2 separate regions of the Mus musculus genome follow, and region 1 is linked to region 2. A link is a contact called in public promoter capture Hi-C data. All regions are on one chromosome and are shown on one strand. The core of a region is the stretch at or near the end of the contact, and the rest is flanking DNA. Distances in the headings are between cores, read along the strand shown.

Evidence for each region. Promoter capture Hi-C pulls out the DNA fragments that hold promoters and counts their contacts.
Region 1: a contact with region 2 is called in a promoter capture Hi-C map of pre-B cells. The contact joins the promoter of Ctps here to the promoter of Uqcrh in region 2. A contact is called at or near these places in 2 of 39 promoter capture datasets (cranial neural crest and pre-B cells).

The regions. Positions count from the first base shown.
Region 1 is chr4:120,565,798-120,573,448 of GRCm38.p6, forward strand. It overlaps Ctps (cytidine 5'-triphosphate synthase), which reads right to left and starts at 4,479. Exons shown (of 19, transcript NM_016748.2): 1 at 4,354-4,479; 2 at 1,453-1,630. The coding sequence starts at 1,618.
Region 2 is chr4:116,073,702-116,081,005 of GRCm38.p6, forward strand. It overlaps Uqcrh (ubiquinol-cytochrome c reductase hinge protein), which reads right to left and starts at 1,369. Exons shown (of 4, transcript NM_025641.3): 1 at 1,215-1,369. The coding sequence starts at 1,268. Lrrc41 (leucine rich repeat containing 41) reads left to right here and starts at 1,568. Exons shown (of 10, transcript NM_153521.2): 1 at 1,568-1,906; 2 at 5,688-5,774; 3 at 6,848-6,918. The coding sequence starts at 1,708.

The DNA of each region.
Region 1 (7,651 bases), core at 3,229-5,728, 4.5 Mb after region 2:
CATATACACAAAAAGGTGGTATTGAATTTACAAGCCAGCCTGAGCTACACTTTAGTTCTCAGTAGTTACTCAACAGCCCAAGTTGCTCCATCCTTTGTTTAACATTTACTCTTTATAACTTACTGGTAGAAATGCTACCTAGTATGACTCACTGCTACACCAACACAGAGGACAAGCTCAGAAACAGGGAAGGGAACAGTCTTGTGTCACCTTCTAGAACAGGAACCCATCCACTGCTCAATAACTTTATATTAAAATCCCTCCAAAAGCAGTCTCTATTTATCTAGCTCTATCTATAGGGATAAAAAAAAAATACCTATCTAGAAATAGATATTGCTAGCATACACAATGCCCTAGGTTCAATCCCCTAGAAATGAGAGAATAGCAACAACAAAATCCCTTTAGTATATGGATCTTCTAATGCTACTTATTACTAATGGTAGTATATATCCTTACAGATTTTTACTTCAAAACCAGAAAACAAATGTATAGAATTTTAAAATTTGAAGGCATGGGGACTTAAAGAGTTCTATTGTTGCCGGGCCTAGTGGCCCACGCCTTTAATCCCAGCACTTGGGAGGCGGAGGCAGGCAGATTTCATTTCATTTCATTCATCACACCACAAATAAGAATTCAAGCCAGGCAGTGCACTCAGGAAGCAGAGACAGACAGATCTCTGTGAGATCATGGTCAGCTGGGTCTAAAGAGCTAGTTCTAGGGCAGCCAAGGCCACACAAAAGAAAGCCTATCTCTCTGGGTGTGGTGGCACACACAGCACTTGGGAGGCAGAGGTAGGTGGATTTCTGAGTTCGAGGCCAGCCTGGTCTACAGAGTGAGTTCCAGGACAGCCAGGGCTACACAGAAAAACCCTGTCTCAAAAAATCAAAAAGAAAAAGAAAAAATATTTCAATAACAAAGTAAAATGCTATCTTCCACCCTTCTTTATGGGTGCAACTTTCACTCACTTCAAAATATCCTCATTATGAATATTACTCAACTCCAGTAGGAAAACAAGAATCCCAAGCTTACCTACTCTTCAAGTCCAGCATCTACTTGTTGCTACAAAATGGTCCTGTTTGAAGGACACTTGTCATGACAAGGCCAAAACCCAGTCTCTTACAGCTTCTACTCACCCATGCAATTTCTACACATTGGGACACAAAGCAGCATATTCCATCTTCCCAAATGTTTCATTTTTCAAGGGAATAAAAACTTTTATTCAGCTGCCACCCCCCCCCCCCATATTTCACATGTATTATAGAAACTCTTGGGTAATCTATTAAGATAGCAGCTTCCTCTTAATCCAAGAGAGAAAAGCATTCGGTTGCACTAAGGATCATTCTAGAAGGCAGGAAATGGAAGTTATACAAGATGTATACCTCATGCCCCAAAGCTAGCATGTTCTCCCAGACACATTACTATTTAAAGGAGAAAAAAATGCAGTTTTCTTACCATGTTCATAAGGAGAGAATGTTCCTGCATCAATGTTAATATAGGGGTCAATCTTAATTGATGTTACATGTAAGCCACATGATTTAAGTATTGTGCCCACACTGCTGGCGATGACTCCTTTTCCAATTCCTGATATAACACCACCAGTAACTAGAATGTACTTCATTTTTCTTTTAACCTGCATGGAAATTTTACATATAAATACACACGTTTATATACATATATCTTACAAATATAACTTTGTAGTTTATTCAAGACTGTGATTGTTTTTTCCCCACCCGGGGTAAATATTGAGACACTTGCCTGGTATGGGAGGGTGGGGGAAATCACAATCTTGAATAAGCATTCAAATTCTCCTTGAAAATTTGCTATCACACAGAGAAAACAAAGTTCTGGAAGACTGACCAACAGAAAAGAACTGTTGAGCCTTTAAAAGAAGTCTTAAAAACCCTCTAGTTCCTTCAATTACATGCAGTTCTCATCTGTACTTTAAGTTGCTTCTTGGCAGCAATCTCTCACAGGTATGCCCTACAGAAATGATACAGGCTGCAGGAAATGGAACTTGTGAAATAACCCAGTCAGAAGCACACACTGAATAGGGAAGATAACATTAAACTCATAAACCCATAGGGTAATAATGTAGTGGCAGGGAGTAAAAGAAACATGTGAGACAAGTAGAGTGGATACAAGACCAGCAGAGTTAAATGTCAAGTGAAAACAGCATCAATACGCAATGACATAGTGACATGTCAAAAGATTTATCACCAGTCCCCAGCTTCAGAGGCCACCAATTGGTCAGCAAAGCCAAATGTGACCAAAAAGAGAAAATGCCGCCACCAAGCATCAAGAAATGCTTGCTTTAGCACAGAGAAGACACTTCCCCCCTCTAAAAACCCTGTGTGAAGCCAAATTAAAACAAAAATAAGCTAAGGAACAAAGAAAGGGGAATTCTGCAGGACGCATTTCCCAGCTCCACTCCTCCCAGGAACGAGAATGAACAAACTTGGCAAGGAAAGCATAATGCTTGAAATACCTTTCCCCTTACACAGTAAGGAATGTTATCCTGCTCTTTCTACCCTCTGCGCAGTCGTTTCAAAAGTGTACTTCTACAAAATACAACTGGGTTTCCCAGAAAGGTTTTGACAGGATAAGGTACTCCATGCCTGTAAAGAAAGGGGCACTTGGAAAGAGAAAGGAGGGTTGCCCCAAGTTCAAAGACACCTGATCTACATACATATGGAATTCCTATCTCAAAAGAGGGGAAGGTGACTTTATGGGCAGAAAAAAAAAAAAAATCAAAAGAAATGATGACTAGTCTTTAACCCAAGACCTTCAGGAGTGTTTAGTATGCTTATGCAGACTGTGAACCCCAAAAGGGTAGACAATATCCTTGAGAGAAAAACTGTATCACCTCATAATTATATGGTTCCTTCTTATTAATGCATTTATCAAACTTGGCTATATTTTAGTATTTTAGATAAGTCCAAACCTGGCATCCTGGCATTTCTTACTAAGACTACAGCCTAGACTCACTGAGTCAATTTCTGATGTTCCTACAGATTCCTCAGTTCAGAACAGGTTGTCACGGGATCACCTCATCTTGTCCCAACTTTATTCAGATCTCTCTGTGTGTATGTGCGTGTGTGTTTCTGAGAGAGAGAGAGATTGAGACTCAGACAGACAGACAGACAGACAGACAGACACTAAGATTCTGGCAGTCTCCCAGAGTGACTGGCAAAAAAATATTCCAAAAGCCACAAAGAGCCAGTTGGAGAGGACCCATTCCCTAACGTTTACAAACTACCTATTATGGGAGAGCTACTCACATGCTGGGGGTACCACAAACTTAAGTCAAATGTGGGTCCAACTTAAGTATCTCCGGGAGAGATGACCTGGACTGAGGGAGGATCCAGGAGCTCCTTTTGAAAACCTGCCTTGTAATGGGCCCGTAAGGCTGACTGACTGAAATGAGCTAGGAATCAGGCAAAGCATGAACAAGCAGGTGAGCCCACAGGATGCACCAAGAAAAAAAGATTAGGGCAAAGGGATGGCCAGGGGCCAGTCCATGGGCAAAGTTGAATGTCCACGCTGCACTTTTTTTTCTGAAGATGACAAGACACAAAAGGTTTTTCAAGTACAGGAGCTATAATATAGAGCAAGGGGCACCAGATAAATTCACGAATGAAAAATGTGAAAGCTTTTGTTAAAAAAAAAAAAAAATGAAGTTGGTGAAAATCAGGCTCAGGATCCACCGCAGATGTGCTGAAATCTAAATCTAGCCCCGAAGTGCCTGATGCCCGGGTTCGCACCGCCGTAAAAAGTGGGACGAGAACCACAGCAGCACCCACCCGCGTCACCCGGCTGCTGAGGATTTAAAATAATGAGTGTGGACGTAAGGCAGCCACGCTGACGTAGTGGCCTCAAGAACGCCAGCATCTTCGCGCTGGGCTGGAAAGAGAGACAGCAGCTGGGTAGCCTGGGCCGTGAGGCCCAGCGAACCTACAAGCCCCTTCCTCCCGCGCGCCGGGCAGCGCCGGGAGGAGCTCAAGGCCGCCAGTCGGGCCCCATCACAGGCTGGGGCTCTGGGAGACCCCTCCGCGGCGGCACACCGCGCTCTCTACCTCACCAAGCCCGGCTGCCCGCGTCGCCGGACTCGGCCCCTTTCCTTAGCCGGGCCACGCGGCCCGCGCGCGGGAGCCGGCAGCTCGCGTTCCGGGACTGCCCGCCCCACTCCCGTTAGAGATGCAGCCCATTGGGCAGAACGCCGGGCCAGCTCTCCCCTGATTGGTGAGAAGAGACGTTTATCGCCCCGGCGGCGTGGCCGTCCGCGCCGGGCTCTGTCGGCGCCACAGGCTCTTGCACCCGGGAGCCGTTCCACCGGGATCCCTGAAGTCTGCCTACCTGAGGCCGGCTTCGGAGTCTCGTGTCAGCCACAGCAAGGCCGGCGCGCGCGTGGTGAGCCTCGGGCAGCCAGTGCTCGGCCGGGCCGCATGCGCCAGCCGTCTTTCTGAGAGGCGGGCTCTAGGCGGTGCGCACGCAGAGGGCGGGGAGAGGCGGGCCCAGGGGAGGGTGGGGCTAGGGCGCGCATGCGCGGGACGTCTCGCCGCAGCTTGTTGAGTGGCTACTGCGGGTGGGTCTCGGGAGTTGTGGGTTCTGTGGGCTTCCTCGCCCGAGGTCTAGAGGATGCTGGTGACTCGCATCTAACCGGAACCCTGAGGGCCTTTGCCTGGTCCCGCAATAGCCGGTGGACACTCTCACCTCCCATCCGCCTTCCCTCAGGCTGCGGGCCAAATCATCTCGTGCTCTCGCCCCGCACCGCCGCCTTCTCCCGGTGCCTGCTTGTCTCCCTCTTAGGCCGGGCCGCTTGGCTTCACGTCCTAGCCAGCTGCCTTTCCACACAACGCACCCTGACGGTGCCTGCATTAGAACAACTGTCGCGAGCCTACTTCCATCCGGCACTAAATGTAGAGAGGCAAACGAGCCCACTTCTAACAAGTCATGGGGATTTTCACAGACGATTGGGACTTGGGGAGTTAGTGTACAGCGGGTTCTGAACACGTAGCAGAAACGTTTACTGGCAAGGAAGGGAGGGAGGAATAGAAAATGAGGCAGAAGAAAAAGTCTGTGTGCACATTCCAGGCGAGGTCCAGAAGAGCCTTGCAGAGTGAACAGTGCAGGCTGGAGAGGTTGGAAGGGCAGCTCTATGCAGAGCGTTGTAGGCAAAAGATTTACAGCACCCAAGGTGATGATTTTGTCTTTTGAATACTACATAAACCCATGTGAGTTTTTAATACCCTCCACCCTGCAAAAACTACACAAAGGTTTCCTTAGGAAGTACCTTGTACCTTGAACTCCATCCAGGAGGCTTGTTTCCTTCCATTAGGAGTAATTTATTGCTTTTTTTTTTCTTCTGTCTTTGCTGAAAGAGTTAAAGAAAAGGTATGCCTCCCATGACCATACTGGTTTTTTTCAGGAAAATGACTCAAACAAGTAGAATTCCAAGAAACCACTTAGGAGAATTCTACAGGGGCTTCTCTCGGAGACTTCCGGATTCTTTCAGATCCCAACCAACAGCATGCTCTGAGTCTGCCCAAATACCCAAACTGCTCTGCTCCAAGAAGCTTCCATAAGAGGTACAAAACTGAACTCCTCCCCCAGTCGCTCTTCTGGGGGACCCCTTCACTCCCCTCCACTCTCCCATATTCTCTTTGATGGTCTTGCTTTCCATTTCACCAAGAAAATGCAAGCCAACAAGAGAACTTCTGTCTACCAGCCTGCTTTCATGTGTGCGAGCAGCATGGTCTTTCATCTTGGTACTTCAGACAAGTGGCTGCAGTGGAGAGGGCAGCCCCCCTCTTCTCACTGCTTCAGGTGCCATACAACTCACCGATGCCTGGGATGTCTCCCCTCCACATCACCAGTTTTCTCCTTCTACTACCCCAGTGCAGAGTGTTACATGGTTCTCCCATGTTTGCCCAGGGCCCTTGTTTGTCTACAGCCATCTCTGCTTCACCTCCCAGTCTGTCACTTTTCAGCAAAACTCGAGGAAAATGTTGGCACTGACTATCTCTGGGTTTTGTTTTCCACCCTTTTCCTTGTACGAGTTCTAGTCAGCCATTGTTCATGTTCCTGTTAACTAAATATTTTTATGTGTTTTGGTCATGAGCCAATGTCGTTAAAGCCTGAACTATGTCCAGCCCAGTTTATGTTCTGTAATTCCACCAAAAATGTTTTGATCAAAAATCAAGTTCATGTTCCCAAACCTTATCTCTGAACATAGGGTACAGATTCTAATTCCATACCTGTTCTCAGACCCTAAAGGAAGACAATATGTGCATGATGTGAATGCATTTATGCATACTTAAACTACTTGTTTTCCTAACCTTAGACTCAGTCTTCCTGTAAGCTTCTATGTGCAGCCATAGTCCCAAAACACAGCCCCCTGAACTGACATCCTCTGTGGCATCTTATGTCCCCGCTGGTCATTCCCTCCCTAAAATGGTCTTCTCCTGGCTTCTTGGAAACCATATTCATTTTTTTCCCTGAGTTATAGGCCTCCTGCATCTGCCTAGATCCTCTTCTTGACCTGTAAATAGTGTTCTGCCTTGGGCCTTATTTTAAAAGTCTCCACTTAAATCATCTTCTAAATAATCATGTTCAAAATGACAACTCTGGAATTGATATCCCTAGCCTGGACTTGTTCTGAACTTCATGAGTAATTCCCCTCCTAGCACAGTACTTAGTCAGCTAGGCATCTTGTCCTCCATCTCCACCTGCCTCTCTGGGATGCCTTTCATCATCAACTGCTCCTCAGAGAATGGGGTCAAGGCAAACTTTCTAAAAAGGGCAGGTCACCCATACTCGATGCTACACAAGCAACTGAGCTCTGTCTTCATAGCACAGAAGTTGAAACAGTTAATACATCATGAAGTAAGTATGGTTTTTCCGAAGAAAACTGTGTTTCGCTGGGAGATGGTGGCACGAGCCTTTAATCCCAGCACTCGGGAGGCAGAGGCAGGCAGATTTCTGAGTTCGAGGCCAGCCTGGTCTACAGAGTGAGTTCCAGGACAGCCAGGGCTACACAGAGAAACCCTGTCTCAAAACAAACAAACAAAAAAAACCAAAACAAACCAAACAAAAACAACAAAAATGAAATAAAGCTGGAGGAACATATGAGGAAGACATTCTAATGTCATTCTCGGGCCTCTTAACCTTAACATGTCCCATTACAAGTGAGTATACACACACACACACACACACACGAGTCTTGATTGAATATGTGATACTACAGAATATAGGCTATCTTCAAGGTTTTCTAGAGTTGATAGATCATATAATCATCGGTGATGAGAAGACCAAATAAATGTATATAACTGAATGTAAAATGTCAGAATTATGCTGATAGCCATTTCAGAAGTTGCTGGAAGTTCTAATCCCAAGCCAAAATTCATTTAATGATTCTTTTAGAAATTAATATCAAGTCAGTCAGCAACTCAAACTCAAACAGCAATTTTTTAATCAAACATTCTTTCCCTTTCTTTTTCTTTCTTTCTTTTTTTGTTTTAGTTTTAGTTTTTGGTTTTTCGAGACAGGGTTTCTCTGTGCAGCCCTGGCTATCCTAGAACTCACTCTGTAGACCAGGGGGGCCTTGGACTCAGAAATCTGCCTGCCTCTGCCTCCCAAGTGCTGGTATTCCACA
Region 2 (7,304 bases), core at 119-2,618:
AAATTAATTTAACTTTCTTCATTTTATTATTTGATTTGTTGGTTTATTGTTTTTTTGAGAAAGGATCTCTATAGTCCTGGCTGTCATGGAGTTTGATATGAAGACCAGGATGGCTCTGAACTTACAGAGATCCTCCTGCCATTGCCTCCTGAGTGTTGGGATTAAAGACACGGACCACCATGCCCAACTTTCTTAATTTTAAAACTTCTATCTGCTGTGGTATCCTGTTAAACTTTCTGAGAATGAAAACTTGAAAAAATTAAGGGATAAATAATTTGCCAACTAATTAATCCATTAAGCCCTGATGGCTTGTCCTGAAGTAGACAAGACAAATGCACAGGAAATGGAAGCAAAGTGAGTCTCGGGCTAGAGCTCTGGCTCTCAAGCCTGGACGTCTGCATTGGAGTCCCAGTTGTATTGTCTTGCTAGTTGTGTGCCCTCATTCAAGATAAACTTCCTTGCTTGCTGCCTCATGTAATAAAAGTGACAAAAATATATAATGTACCTGATATTTACCTCATGGGGAAACTGTGCAAGTTAAGTATCTTAGTGCATATAAAGCACTCAGCACATAAGCAGCCAATATTTATCACAATGATGCTCAACTTGGGAAAGAGCTCCCTCTTGCACCACAGAATTACACTACACATTCTTAAACTGTCCCCAAAGGCACAAGTCCTCGGCCATCTCCATCCCAAAAGATAAAGAACCGCTTTTTGTTGGAGATGCTGGGAAGCGAATACAGGGCTTGTTAATGCTAGGCAAGAGCTTTACCATGAAGCTACACCCCAACTCCTGAAAGCACTTTTCCGAAGACTAGGGTCCCCGAAATCTCCATAAATAAATTCTGACCTAAGCTACGTTAAAGACTAACGTTAGTTTTTTGCTTCACGCACTTATCAAGTTAGAACCTCAAAACATTTATCAAATTAGAACCTCAAAAACCTGGGGGGGGGTTGTTTGTTTGTTTACACAAGTTTATCAGTGCAGCATTATAAACTCCAGTTACACTTTCACATTCCTGGTTTGGGGAAGCCAATCCCGAGAAAGACTAGCTATTAATCTGCCCAAGGTCAACCAAAGAATTCTGAAGGTAAGTAACGGAAACCACCTCTCTGGACCCCGCAAACCCTAGGCTATAAACCCGGACTAAGAGAGCCCCGGGAGGTGCTTTGTTGAGCTAGGTCCCGGGCCCGCCAACCTCGAAGCCTTACCTCTTTGGGGTCTCCAGATCCAGTGAGCATCTTTCGTTCGTCCTCTAGTCCCATGTCGGGAGCCGGTTTGGGATCCAACAAGCGCAACCAGAGTAGTACTCCACTTCAGGTTTAAGAAGGACTAGTAAGGGTCACTCGACGGATATCCGGCGACCTGGCCGGAAGTGCGGCATACTCCTCGTAGTCCCGAACACACGCACAAATTGGGCTGTACTACTCGCTAGCTACGAGACGTAGGGGGAGCTGCTATATACGCCTGCAAAGAATTTGCTAAGAAACATCCTTTCGGTCACTTCTTGCCCAAATGTGTTGATCTACAGTATTTTTCCAAGTAGTATTCCCTAAGATACTTGAGTCATCTGCTCCTCTGTTTGACGATCTTTTAATGTTGTTTCTGTTCTTCCCCATATCCCTTATGGAGCGGTCCTAAAAGCTGACCTCTTCAAGATGGCGGCCCGCGGGTGTCATTCTCGGGCTCGCGCACCTCCCCAAGATGGCGGCGCCCGAGGCCTGGCGCGCCCGGAGTTGCTGGTTCTGTGAGGTAGCGGCAGCAACGACCATGGAGGCCACGTCCCGGGAGGCGGCGCCAGCGAAGAGCTCGGCCTCGGGCCCCAGCGCTCCCCCCGCCCTGTTCGAGCTGTGCGGGCGGGCAGTGAGCGCCCATATGGGGGTTCTGGAGAGCGGGGTGTGGGGTAAGTCGCGGAGTGAGGGGCGACCTCCGGCAGCGAGCGGGGGCGGCCCGGCGGCCAGGGGGCGCGGGGGGCGAGGCCGAGAGGCCCGGGGCCAGGCCCAGCTGGGAGCCCCGGGAGTTCGATGGTGGAGTCGGAACAGAAATTCCGTGACTGACAGGGCGGGACGGAGTGAAGCCTGAGACCGAGGGAGCCGGTGAAGCCGAGCCGCGGCTCGCCTGGGGGGCGCGGGGGGCGAGGCCAGAAGGCCCGGTACGGGGCAGAGCTGCCAGGGCCCTAGCGACGGGGGCTGGAGTAGCAGGCCGGAGCCACAGGCTCGGAACTGACACTGGGCTGGACCGGACTGAACGGAGGATTCTCGGATCTCGAACCGACGGGGCAGGGATGGCCGGGCTGCCCCGGGGCAGGGACCGACTTTGGCAGGCCCGACCCGAGGCAAGGAGGCCAGGCCCGCAGCCACCTGCGCTGCCGGCCCGGGGCCTCCGCTGTCCGCCGGGCACACCACCGGTACCTGGACTCCGGGAGCCCCGCGGATGGGCGGGGTGGGACAGCCCAGTGGAGAGCGAGCGAGGGACCGGAGTCGCGGGGAGAAGCCGAAAAGGCTGGGAGCGCCGTGGCCTGTTTGACGGCCCGAGCGAGGGCTGAAGGGAGCGCACCGACGCCCCAGACCTCGCTGCTAAACTGAGCTGCGGGTCTGCCCGCCGAGCAGGTAGCGCCGGTGGCCTTCTGGATGGACCGGGGCGGTGGTGGAGAAGGTAGGAAAGTGAGTGGAGGGCTCCGGGAGACGCTCCGTAAGCACGGACAGGCTCGGGAGACCGGCCGGCGGGAAGGGCCGAAGAGGCCTCAGGCCGGGCAGGGGCCAGGGTATCCCGGACTGCGGAGCTAGAGTCGGGTGAGACGCGTCATGGGGAAGAGGCCTTGGGCCGAATAGGAGGGAGCCGAGGCCTTAGTTGTGAGAGCGGCCGGTACGGAGGGGCTGGACCCGGCTAGACAGTCCGCTCCGCTCCGGTGTGAGCCAAGGCCTTCTGCTCCCCGACCAGATGGCAAGGAGGCCCTGCTGGAGGAGGATACCGCAGGCCAGCGGCCTGGCAACTTAAGCGGGGAAAGGGTCCACGACGTGAAAAGTGAGAGTAGAGAGTTAAAGAGAAAGTTAGGGCCTTCAGGGGAGACAAGGGAGGGAGGCCATGGGCCTGACAGAATTGGTGCTAGTGGAGTAGGGTCAGGCTGAAGTTGGATGAGATCACAGGTCGGGCCAGACGGAAGGTGGAGGAGGAGAGGGTAACATCAGAGGAGGCTCCTGGCCTTGGAGTGTGCAGGGGATGTGCCACCGGGACTATCCAAGGTGGTGGTGACATCTTTGCCAGAAGGCAGGCCCTGGTCCGTTAAGAACTGAGAGTGAGGGTTTTGTTAAGCCCCAGGAGGTGGGTTTGCAGGATTGCTGCCCCAGAATAGGTTGTAAGGCCTTAGAGTGGCCAGCACTGCTGAGAAGGCCCAAGCGCCTTCCAGGAGGTGGGGGTGGGGGAGAAGAGATGGATAAGAAGTCCTCAGGCCCTGTGTGAGCAGAGGAGATTGTGGAGGCCCCGTGCCAAGCTGCGCAGAAAAAGGTCAGGCTGACCCTATGGTGAATGGAAGGAAAGGCCTCCCTGGGGTTGAACAGGGGCTCAGAGAAGTCCTGGAAATGTGGCAGCCTGTTATCAGCCTGGAGAGTCTTTAGATGCTGATCTTGGCTAGAAGAGGAGTTGGGTGTTAATGGAGGCCCTGACTTGCAAAGAGGAAGCATTTAAAAGGAAAAAAGTACGGCTGGAAGCAAGCAAGGAACCTGTCTTAAGAATAAAGGAACAGTAGACTTTGTAGTTTGAAGAGATGAGAATTCCTGTGAGAGGTGTGAGAGGGGATTGCTAAGCAGGAGGGAGCAGAGTCCAAAGGAAAAGGGGGAAGCTCTGAAGGCATGGCTTTTCTTTCTGTGTACTCATCACTACTTCATTGTTCCCAGTTGAGAAGAGACAGGAGAACCTGCAGTGGGCTAGATCCAGTAAATAGCCACCCAGTCAGTAAGAACTTGACTCTGTAAGAACTTTTAGAGGTGCCAAGAAAAAGGCCTGTCAAGCGCTGCTGTTTCAGAGGGAGGCCTCAGGGTGAGCTAGGGAGCAGTCAGGAAAGGCTTCTGCCATTAGTGGACTAGCACTGAAGAGAGGGGAGTAAGTGGAGGCAACCCAAGTGTGTAGTGAGAGACAGTGGGCCAGGGAGATGCTCAGCAGGTCAGGCCAGACACTGCCATCAGCCTGACAACCTCAAGGCCATTCCTGGGACCCAACTAGCAGAATTGGATCTGCAAGTGACTGTCCTCTGACCTCATTCCTGCTGTGTGCCACATCTCTCAGTGATCTCTCATGATGAGAAAAGTTCATCGATGGTAGATGACCTTAAATATCAGGGTGTGAGATTTGAACTTTATCTTGTATGGAGTAGAGAGCTTTTGAAAGGTTTTGATCAGAGTATGTCATCGGGGGGGGGGGAGAGAAGAGGAGAGAGAGAGAGAATATAAAGATAGATGTCAGAGAAACAGTGTGTCAGATGATAGACCTACATTACTATAATAGCACAGGGAATTAATGTTCTCATTCAACAGGTACAGTGAATATTAATGAGTACCTAATAGATAAAAAAAAAGTACACTAGATTCTTAGGCCTCATGATTCAGTTATTCTTCAAGTAAAGAGAAAGTACACTGAGGAAAAGCTGTGTGTGCTGACTCACACCTGTAATCCTAGTTCTCAGGAGGCTGAGACAGAAGGATTGCCTCAAGTTACAAGGACGCTAGGAGAAAGACCCTGACTTTAAAAAACAGAGGTACGGGAAAGAGAGTATTCCTTTTACACAGGACAGGACAGTTGGGTTCCTAGCACCCATATCAGATCAAAACTGCATAGAACTCCGGTTCCAGTGGCCCAACACCTTTCAGCCTCTGCAGGCACCCTCACTCACTTGCACGTACCTCTATATAGACACACATATACATGCAATTTTAAAATAAAATATTTTTTAAAATGTAGGTCAAAGAATGAAAGTTTTGGTATAACTACAAGATCGTAAGCTTAATAGAGTAGAGATGCATAGACAGAATGAACATAATAATAGCCAGTATTCATTGATCTTATGGGCAGGTATTGTGTTAAACAAATTACAAGCATGATCTTTAATGTCATGAGGTAGTCATTTCTAATCTATTCCCTCTTCATACAACTCCTAATACACACATTTTGTTTTATTGAATCAGGATTTCGCTTTATTATCCCTGGCTGTCCTGGTACTCATTATGTAGCTCCAGCTAGCTTGAACTTGCAGCAGTCCTCCTGCCTCAGCCTCCCAAATGCTGGAGTAAGATTTTCCCCAACTTCTCTCTCTCTCTCTCTCTCTCTCTCTCTCTCTCTCTCTCTCTCTCTCTCTCTCTCTGCCGGGGGAAGAATAAATAAAGGCAATCCATAATCAAGACTAGCTTTGAATTCCTGATATTCTTGGTTCCAGGGAAAAACTGGTTTTGTTTTTTAAAGTATAATGAATTAGAGAAGAGTTATCTTTAATTTTCATGAGTATTTACTACCTTCATAGGAAGGTAGTAGCTCAGAGTATACTCAGAGCCCAGCCCAGCCTAGGCAGAAGTTTGCTGACCTCAGTGAGCAAGCAGCTTAGTTTTCCTTTCCTCTGAATTTCCAGCTGCCTTAAGATAGATAATGTTTAGAACCCAAGAAGGGAAAAAGTAAACTTTGTGTTTTGGTTTTTGTAGCCCTCCCAGGCCCAATACTTCAAAGCATCTTACCTCTGCTCAATATATATTACTTGGAGAGGATTGAGGAAACTGCTCTCAAAAAAGGTAAGTGCCTTTCTTACTCTTTCTCAGTCAATGATTGACAACACCATGGTATTCTTCAGGTAACTGATAACCAATTAGGACTTTGTGATCTTCAAAAAAGTACCTTTAATCCCAGAATTTAGGAGGTAGAGGCCAGTTTATCTCCTTAAGTTTGAGGCCAGCCTGGTCTACGGATTCAGTTCTAGTCCAGCCAAGGCTACATAGTGAGACCCTGTCTCAAAGAACAAAAGATAGAAACACCTGCATAGTACTGGAGAGACAGCTTAGTGGGTTAAGAGCACTTGCTGTTCCTAGGAAAAACCTCGGTTTGGGTCCCATGTGGCAGTTGACAAGGACATAATTCTAGTTGCAGCAATCTAGCATCCTCTTCTGGCCTCTGTGGGCAGCAGACATGTAGTATAATATACTTGAAGACAAAACATACCACATGAAAAAAAGAAATACTTTTTTTTTTTTGGTTTTTCGAGACAGGGTTTCTCTGTGTAGCCCTGGCTGTCCTGGAACTCACTCTGTAGACCAGGCCGACCTCAAACTCAGAAATTCACCTGTCTCTGCCTCCCAAGTGCTGGGATTAAAGGCATACACCACCACCACCCAGCTTTTTTTTTTTTTTTAAGATTTATATATTTTATGTATATGAGTACACTGTAGCTGTCTTCAGACACACCAGAAGAGAGCATCCAATCCCATTACAGATGGTTGTGAGCCTCCATGTGGTTGCTGAGAATTGAACTCAGGACCTCTGGAAGAGCAGTCAGTGCTTTTAACTTGATTGGCCAAGCAGTTCTAGGTACTTAATCCAGAGAAATTCATTTACTCACTTGATTCTTTTTCAACAGCCCTATGAAATAGATATTAATTATAATTTATAGATGGGGAAACAAGTAGCTTTCCCATGATCATATAGCTTTAGAATAGTTTATTAATATTCAAATCTCAATCATCTGTCCTTAGAGTCAGTCTTGGCTACTCAGATAATTGTATTGCTCCTCTGAAGGCAGAGAACGTGAAAAGCTGATATACTTCATTCATGGTGGGCGGCAGGCAGCCAACTGTAATACCTCTTCCTACAGGTCTCTCTACTCAAGCCATCTGGCGCCGACTCTGGGATGAACTGATGAAGACAAGGCCTTCCAGTTTGGAGGTAAGTTGAGGTACCAAGAAGAACTCCAGCCTAACCTTGCATAGTAAAAGCAAGTAGTAGTACATACAAACAAACTGAGAACTTCTGAAGTATCCGGAGTGGAACTGGGAGCTGAGTTCAGGTGATTTGTCACACAGTTTTGGCTCATTTGGCTTTTAGCATTTACTTGTTCACCATTATTACAGGGTACACAAAACAGAAAAGGCTATGAACCCCATGGAATGCAGACCCATGATTCCTTGAGTTTTTGACAGAATTGATGCAAAAAACTAGCAAAGAATTAAAATAACAGGACAAACCAACTCATCTTTGCTAAGTTCAAAAATTCAGTTTGCAGCCAGGCGTGGTGGCGCACGCTTTTAATCCCAGCATTCAGGAGGCAGAGG